Linked DNA regions of Ovis aries: region 1 is linked to region 2. Evidence: chromatin contacts called from public Hi-C data. All regions are on one chromosome and are shown on one strand. The core of a region is the stretch at or near the end of the contact, and the rest is flanking DNA. Distances in the headings are between cores, read along the strand shown. Region 1 overlaps SMAD6 (SMAD family member 6). Region 2 has its middle 44 kb from the start of LCTL.

What was found. A called contact is a pair of places that touch in the nucleus more often than the background predicts.
Region 1: a contact with region 2 is called in a Hi-C map of mixed tissues, with 2.5 times the contacts expected there. The contact joins two enhancer-like sites. A contact is called at or near these places in 3 of 16 Hi-C or Micro-C datasets (mixed tissues, muscle and tail adipose tissue).

Annotation. Positions count from the first base shown.
Region 1 is chr7:13,585,836-13,589,826 of ARS-UI_Ramb_v3.0, forward strand. SMAD6 (SMAD family member 6) reads left to right here. Exons shown (of 2, transcript XM_042252070.2): 2 at 3,827-3,991. Among named protein-coding and RNA genes, the nearest start is that of SMAD6, 75 kb to the left of the region's middle. Within about 2 kb of position 2,281, at least 12 of the 54 cell types and tissues checked have an H3K27ac peak or open chromatin away from gene starts, as enhancers often do.
Region 2 is chr7:13,432,136-13,436,169 of ARS-UI_Ramb_v3.0, forward strand. No RefSeq gene overlaps it. Among named protein-coding and RNA genes, the nearest start is that of LCTL, 44 kb to the left of the region's middle. Within about 2 kb of position 2,601, at least 17 of the 54 cell types and tissues checked have an H3K27ac peak or open chromatin away from gene starts, as enhancers often do.

The DNA.
Region 1 (3,991 bases), core at 1,031-3,530, 150 kb after region 2:
GGGCAAGTCACCTGGTACCCCTCCCCCCCGGCACCATCTTTGGGGCACAAGGACACTGGACTCAGTTGATGGTTCCCACAGGCCACTCTCAGGACTGAGTTTTCACTGGTCTATTATGAAAGAAACAAGAAAATTTCTTACAATGTAAATGTATTTTAAAATGTTCTGATTTGATTTTTAAAATACTCTATTTTTTGAGAATCAAATTATACTTTCTTTTGTGCTAGTGACAGTAGATGGTCTTGGGGTTTTTAACCAGTCTGTGTGTGACAAAATAAAATTGTAGTAACCTTGTAATATTCCCATCCCACACCCATTAAACAGTGTATTGGTTTGTGAAATTCCAGAGCATTGGGGCTCCCTGGATGAAATAGTGCTGGGGGACCCTCAAGCACTGGAGCCCAGAGACCCTGAGAGCTAGGTGGAGACAAGGAGGCCTCAGGCATGGTGACAGGCTCACCTGCTGGGCTGCTGTCTCAGGATGAGACCTGAGACCCTAGACCTTGGCCAGCAGCTTTCAGGCCTGAGGCCATCAGCCCCAGCTACTGGGAAGGATTCCAGTAAGGGGTAGGGTGACGGCAGTATGCCCACACTTGGCATATATTCTGTTTCCTTCCTCCTTCCCTTGCAGGGTGTTCCAAGAGCACCCTGGACGATACCCGCAGACTTGGGGCAGACGCAGAGGGGACTAAGACCCACCCATTCCTCCTTGAGAGTCAAGGCCAGCCAGGGACACTGACCAACCACACAGACCCCTGCTCAGGCCAAGAGCGAGGCTGCATTTGAGGCTCTAGGCACACAGGAGGGAGAGGTCGGAGAGGGCTTCCCAGAGGCGGCAGTCCATCCCTTGGAATTTGGAAGCCCTGGCCCAGAGCCCAGGCTTGATGAGGTGTTACTGCTCATCCAGAGGCCACAGGAGGTGAGCCCTGGACTAGGCGGTGTCCTGGAGCACCACAGCTGGGGCAGGCTGGGCCCCAGGGCAACTCGGGGTGGGTGGTTTATCCCCATGCATAGGGTTCCATCCCCCGTGAGGAGCACTGACTGGGACAAGACCCGGGACACAGGTGACAAGACCCGGGACACAGGTGTTGACTGGGGTTTGGGGGGGTGGTTAGATGATGAGGGCACAGTTGGTTTGGCTTGGCTGGGATTGGAGGTGCTGAGGAGTGGGACAGGAAGGCCCACCTGGCCTTGAATTAAAAGCCTTTTAGGAGCTGGGAGGGAGGAAGTGCCCCACCCCTAGGGTCCCATTACTCCTCTCTCTGTTAAAGTGCTTCTTAAGCTTTTATGAGTGGCTACACCCTGGGGCAGAGCTGCCCCTTTATGACTAGGGTGGCCCCTCTGTGCTTATCGGCGGGACAGCAGCACTCCCTCCCTCAGTAGGACTGTGTGAGTCTTCAGGGGATGAAGGTCTTTCGTTTGTGACTCACCAGCTTGTGGGTAAGCACTTCTAGGGATTCACAGCCCACGAGAACTGTCATGGTTACAGATAGGGAGACTGAGGCTCCGAGAAGGTGGGGCGCCTGTCTGGAGTATGGAGACGAGCTCCCCTCGAGAGTGTGGCCTGGCACTGATGCCAGCCCCAGCACTGGTGAGCATGTGCCCTTGGCCGGTTATGGCACCTCCTGGGGCCTCAGTTTCCACACCTGTAAACAAGGCTGGTAGCAGGTGCACCAAGGCCGTTGTGAAGAAGTCACCTGGCTTACGGAGGGCACTCAGAGGTGCCTGCTGCCTGTGTTGTCTCCCAGCATTCTCCAGGCACATTTCTTTGCCTCCACACCTCTGTGCCTGGAGCACTGACGGAATTCTCCTCTAAGGAGAAGGTTGGTTTCGGAGTTTCACAGCCAGGCTGGGACGGTGCTGCTCCTCTGCATCTTGACAACTCTCAGACCAAGGCCAGATGGATGGATGGATAGAGAAAGGGACAAGGGCGTGGGGTACTCCTGGCTGCCCAGCTGCTGGGACTGGCCTAGTGCCCACTGGCTGAGGGGTAGGTCAGCTGAGAGCAGGGAGCAGGGCCTATTTCCCCCACTCTGACCACAGCTAGAACCATGAGGGGTCTGCGTAGGGACCATGAGACAAAGTATACATCCTCAGGGGCTAGCCTGGGGCCCTGTGGCTGGGACCTTAATGCCACCCTTTGAGACTGTGCCCAGCCCCAGGCAGAGCAGAGCAAGCAACCTAACAGGAAGCCCCTCAGGTGCACAGCTCCCTGCTTGGCTGGGCGCTCCCAGAACATAAGGGAACGTCGGGAGCTCTGTCACCCTGCTGCTCTGGGACGTCTGGGCGGGACTGAACTGAAGGCAGACAGCTGACCTCACCCAGGTTCCTGAATGAAGTTGTTGGCAGTGCTTTCTCCCTCAGGTGTGACTGGACTTTGCTCTGTGTCTCTGGGAGAAGCTGAGCTATAAAGGGCCTCACTATGTCCTCATCAGGCCTCCAGCAGGCCTTCTCCCTCTGCCAAAGCCCCAGCCAAGGGCCTGAGTGGGAAACACATCACCCCACTGGGCAGTCTGCTTCTCAGAGCCGTGAGCTCAAAGGAGAGCCCAGGCGTCAAAATGCTTCAGAATCTGAGGCCAGCCATGCCTGAGGGCAGTGAGGAGGAGGCTGCCCTTCAAGACAGGGCCCTTGCTATACCTAGTTTCAGGAAATTGTTAAATTCACGCAGACGCATAGAGGTGCTCCCAGCTGGAGTGAAAAGGGATTCCAGTCTTCATCCAGGCCACATCTTTGCTGTCACTGGGGAAAGTGGGGTCTGGAGAGGAACAGCTCGGAAACTGGAGCCCTTGAGGAGCGATCTCCTTTCCCACTTAGAGACCCTTCATTTCTCTGTCTCACAGAAGCGGCTGCAGTTCTGGTGAAGACCTCCACTTCCTGCCAAGAGAGCCAACCTGAGGGGCTGGGGGTGGGGGTTGCTGGGAGACTGCATGACACTCAAGGCTGAGGCTGGGAGCCGTCAGCATTGAGCAGCTGTGATTCCCAGCTGCAAGAGATACTGGGGGCCACGTCCCCTACCCCACCCTATCCTGCCTTCTGATTCCTGAGACCCCTCCAAAGGGTGATTTACATCCCTCCATTGCCTCACCCTGGTAGCTCACACAGTAAAGAATCCACCTACAATGCAGGACAGCTGGGTTTGAGTCCTGGGTCAGGAAGATCCCTTGGAGAAGGGAATAGCAACCTATTCCAGTATTCTTGCCTGGAGAATCACATGGACACAGAAGCCTGCCGGGCTATAGTCCACAGGGTCGCAAGGAGTCGGAAATGACTGAGCGACTAACTTGCACCTCACCCCACTCTGTTCAAGTTGAGGCTTGGACTGAGTGGGTTCAAATCCTGGTGGTGCCACCCGCCAACTGGGTGACCCTGGGCTGCCAAGTCTCAGATCCTCATCTATAAAATGAGAAGGTGGCCTCCTCGCCATTTCAGGAGGCCCCAGAGAGTCACGTGTGGAGTGACGAGTGCAGACCACAGCACCCAGAACAATGTAGGTGCTCACCGTTCAGCCCCTCCCTTGGGTGTGTGGGTGTGTGTCCCTCTTCCGCTGGCTTGTAAAACTCTGTGGGCCGGAGCCGGGTGTGGCTCGTGTTTGGGTGCCCGTGGCACCTGGCACAGTAGGTGCCCTGCCTTTGTGTGTGTGTGTGGGTGGGGCTGGGCGAGGGGGCCTGCGGGTTAAGTTTGAGGACAGCCTGGCCCGCAGTGGATGCTCCCCATGTCTGTGGGGTGCTAGAAACTCCACGCACCTCCCCCTTCTCCCCGGGCCAGGCAGCCACACCACCTCCGCTGCCCGGCAATAACAGCTGCGTGCCCTGTGCTTGCCCCGCAGACGCCAGCATGTCTCCGGACGCCACCAAGCCGAGCCACTGGTGCAGCGTGGCCTACTGGGAGCACCGGACGCGGGTGGGCCGCCTCTACGCGGTGTACGACCAGGCCGTCAGCATCTTCTACGACCTACCTCAGGGCAGCGGCTTCTGCCTGGGCCAGCTCAACC
Region 2 (4,034 bases), core at 1,351-3,850:
GCTCTTCGCATCAGGTGGCCAAAGTATTGGAGCTTTAGCTTCCGCATCAGTCCTTCCAGTGAGTATTTAAGGTTGCTTTCCTTTAAGGTTGACTGATTTGATCTCCTTGTGGTCCAAGGGACTCTCAAGAGTCCTCCAGCATCACAGTTCGAAAGCATCAGTTCTTAGGTACTCTGCCTTCTTTATGGTCCAGCTCTCACAACAGTACATGACTACTGGAAAGACCATAGCCTTTACTATAAGGACCTTTGTTGACAAAATGAGGTCTTTGCTTTTTAACACACTGTCTAGGTTTGTCATAGCTTTCCTGCCAAGAAGTATTCATCTTCTAATTTCATGGCTACAGTCACCATCCGCAGTGACTTATGTACGTTACAGGTGTATAATAAAGTGATTTATAATTTCTAAAGGTTAGTCCATTGGGTTATTATAAAATGTAATTGGCCATATGCCCCATGCTTTACAATATATCCTTGTTGCTTATTTTATACATAATAGTTTGTACCTCTTAATTCCTTACCCCAAGTCACCCCATGCCCTCTTTTGCTTTTTTTATTTTTTTTCTTTTTATCATGCCATTTGACCTGTGGGATCTTAGTTCCCTGACCAGGGATTGAACCCTGGCCCTTGGCAGTGAAACTATAGAGTCCTAACCACTGGATCTCTAATGAATTTCCAGCTTTTGCTCTCTTTCTAACACAGAAGAAGGGGATGAAGGGACCCCACTCAACTACTAAAGAGTATCCTGGGCCTATGGGTTTAAAGTGGATCTTGGGTGAGCCTCAGTTTCCTCATCTGTACAATGGGGCTAGTGATGCCTCCTTCTCTGAGTTATTCAGTTTTAGGTCAAATGACATTCCAAAAGCAGTTGGCCTGGCACATAGAAGGTGCTCAAGTCAATCTAGTCCAGCCCTCAGTGGGGGTTTACAATGAAACAGATAATGGCTGGATCTTGGTGATGAGTCATTTGTTACCCTTAGTGGAGTCAGATGGACCTGGTTTGCCCCTCACTATTGTAGGAACTTAGATGAGTCATTTCATCTCCCTGCACTTCGGTTTGCTTGTTCGTCAGTGCAGACAGTCAAGCCACTTTGGCAGGGTTGTTGTAAGGATTAAATGAGGTCACACGTGTAAAGCGTGGAGGCCTGTGCCAGGCCTGGAGCCAGCCTGAGTTCAGGCTGTGGGTAGCCACCTCCTCCCACTCTGGGGGAGTCCTGGCTTCAAAGAACAGTGTCCTCTTTGACTCTGCCGGCCACTGCGGTCACTATACCACAATCACGGAGTGCCGGAGAGCAAATAGCCTGGCCTTTTGCTTGGCTGCTGCTGCTCTGGCCAGCCAGGTTTGGGTTGGCGGGCAGGGTGAGTGGCTTGGCTTTGATGTCAGCTGCACTGAAGCTGCGAAATGGGGGCGTGGGGATCCCAGCCTGCCTCAGTGACTCAGGGCCAGCTCCTAGTCTCTTCCCCAGAGCCTGGCAGAACCCTGCTTGGGGCCAGTAGAGGGAGGCAACTTGGCACCAGGGGTCCTCACACCTTCCCTAAGACATGGGTATCTACTTTATAGATGGGGAAAATGAGGGGATTACTCCCCAGCTCTGGTGACCACCAGGCTGCATGGGTGGACAGAAGTGCCTCCTGGTTTGCTGTGGATCTGAAGGTCCAGCCCATTCCTTAAGAGTGGCCTGGTCTCCAGGAGACACCCCTGCCCCATTTAAATGAGTACGTCAGGCCCCACAAACAGGTTTCCTGGGCAGCTGATTCATGCCTGGCCCTGAGGCTGGCCAAGGGAGCAAGAAGGATGCACCACATATAGCCTGTCTCAGGCACAGGTTTGAACTCCAGCTCTGCCACTGGCCAGCTCCAGGGGCAAGCCCCTCTGGACCTCAGTTCCATCATCTGTAACATAGGATGTAGGGAAAATTGAAGTACTTTCTGTGAAAAGTGATTTTTAAAACTGTACTGTTTATGCAAGTGAGGGATTATTAATATTCCTGAGCTAAAACCCCAGTCTCTGTCACTGAAGAAAAGCTCAGGAGAGAAGGGATGAAGGGCTTTGGCAGGTCACACAGAAGGGATGTACTTCTAGTCAAGAGCCTGGAAGGGGCAGAAGGTTACTCATTTTTCAGAGGAAAAACGGACCCTAGAGGAGGGTTTCACCCAAAGACTGGAGAAGCAGGAATTGACCCTGGGTCTTGGTGGGAGTCCCTAGTCTGGACTGCTGTGCAACCCTGGGAAACTGCAATAACCTCTCTGGGCCTCAGTTTCCCCTGTGCCAATCACACAGAGGGACTGCTGGGGGTGTTTTTCTTCTAAAGCATTTGTGCATCATCTGGCTTCTCTGATTGCTCTGGACGGTGGTCCCAGGTCCTTAGGAGGTGAGGAAGGCAGTGAGAACCCCAGGGGACCATCCCAGGGTGGGACCCAAGGCAAGGAGAGAAGTCCAGGTTGCAGGCACACAGGCCCGAGGTGGGCAGGAGGAGGAAGAGGAGGAGGGAGGGGACTGTTGCCAGCCAGGAAATGTCTGCTGGCTGGCATCAGGCGTGCTTGAGCTAGCATGCTTCCTGTAAGCAGTGCACACGAGCCTAGTGACCTCACCCCTCAGACATTCCGGGACAGCACCCCCAGTCCAAAGAGGCTGTCCCATTGTCCCTTGGAACAGCGAACGGGCGGCAGCGCCGACCTCTCGGCATCCAAACAACGTCCATTCATTCATCAGTGTTTACCAAGCACCCACTCTGGGCAGGCACTGTGCCAGGCACCGGCACGCAGGGACTCGGGAGCCAGGGCAGTGTGCTCACATTTTCCAGCTGGGCCCCCTGTACCTGGAATGGGCGCCAATCGCTTTGCTTGCTCTTTGGATTGGGACTCTGAGGTTATCCTTGATGAGCAAGATCCTGGAGGGTGTGTCAACCTTGGGGGCAGCAGGAAGATGACCCGTGAACATTGATTTGGCCCCAGTGGTAGCCTAGCACAGCTTGGAGGCAGGGTCCGCATCTGTTATCTCATTTACTTGTCCAACACTGAATAGGCCATCATCCTAATTTACAGAGATATAGCCTCAGGTGAGTGACCTTGCTTCAGGTCACACAGTTCATAATGGTTTCAGCCAGGATTCAGATCTGGTTCTTTCCTGGGCGCCAAGCCCTCAGATTCTGAAACTAGTACCCCTGAACCCCTGATCTCAGTTTGGACCCTCAGTTGGAAACCACCCATTAACCTAGCGGCTTTGGGCACGTTGCTTGGGCTCTCTGAGCCTCGGTTTTCTTATTTGTCAAGTGGGGCTGAGGGCGATTAATTTGTAGGAGGGCTGTGAAGTTTAATTGGGACAGTGGATGTGAACAACAACAACAACAAAAAGAAACTTGTTCACTGGCTGAGGCAAGTGGCTTTAGGAGACCTCATCATTCAGGGGTTTCACCTCTCAGAATTCTCTGGCCACAGAGGACTTGGAAAACTCCCAACCCCTTCCTCTGCCTCCAGGTCTAATGGCTCTGAGTCATCAGCCAGAATTGACGAGTACATCCCAGTTTGCTCGATGTATGGGCAGGGACAGATGGGAGGAATGAGAGGAGAAGGCACAGAGGAAGAACAGGATGCTGTGGCTCTGTCCCCTCCCTCTCCTTCCTCAGGAGTTTGAGGATCTTGGAGGGTGAGGAAGGACCATTCTGTACGAAATAATGAGACCAGTACAAGCCACCATAATGACCTTTTCTGCTCCCATTTCACTTCATGATGATATTTCATGTCTTCAGTCATTTCACAGAGGCTCTGAATTGCTAATATTATCCCCATTTTGCAGATGGGCAAATGAGGAATCTGACACTTGGTCAGGTTTACTTGAGGCCCCTGAGTTAGTAGGCAAGTGGGATTTTAGTCTCTGCTAGTAACCCTGACTCCTCTGTGGAGACTTTCAGAGCCAGGCAAGGGAGGGGGAAGGTCCTCAATGGAGAAAAGGAGAAAGTCTTGCTTTTTACAACCATGCAGAATTCTTGCAAAAACCTTGAGTCAGGTGAGATAGAAGCCACCAGAATAAAAAT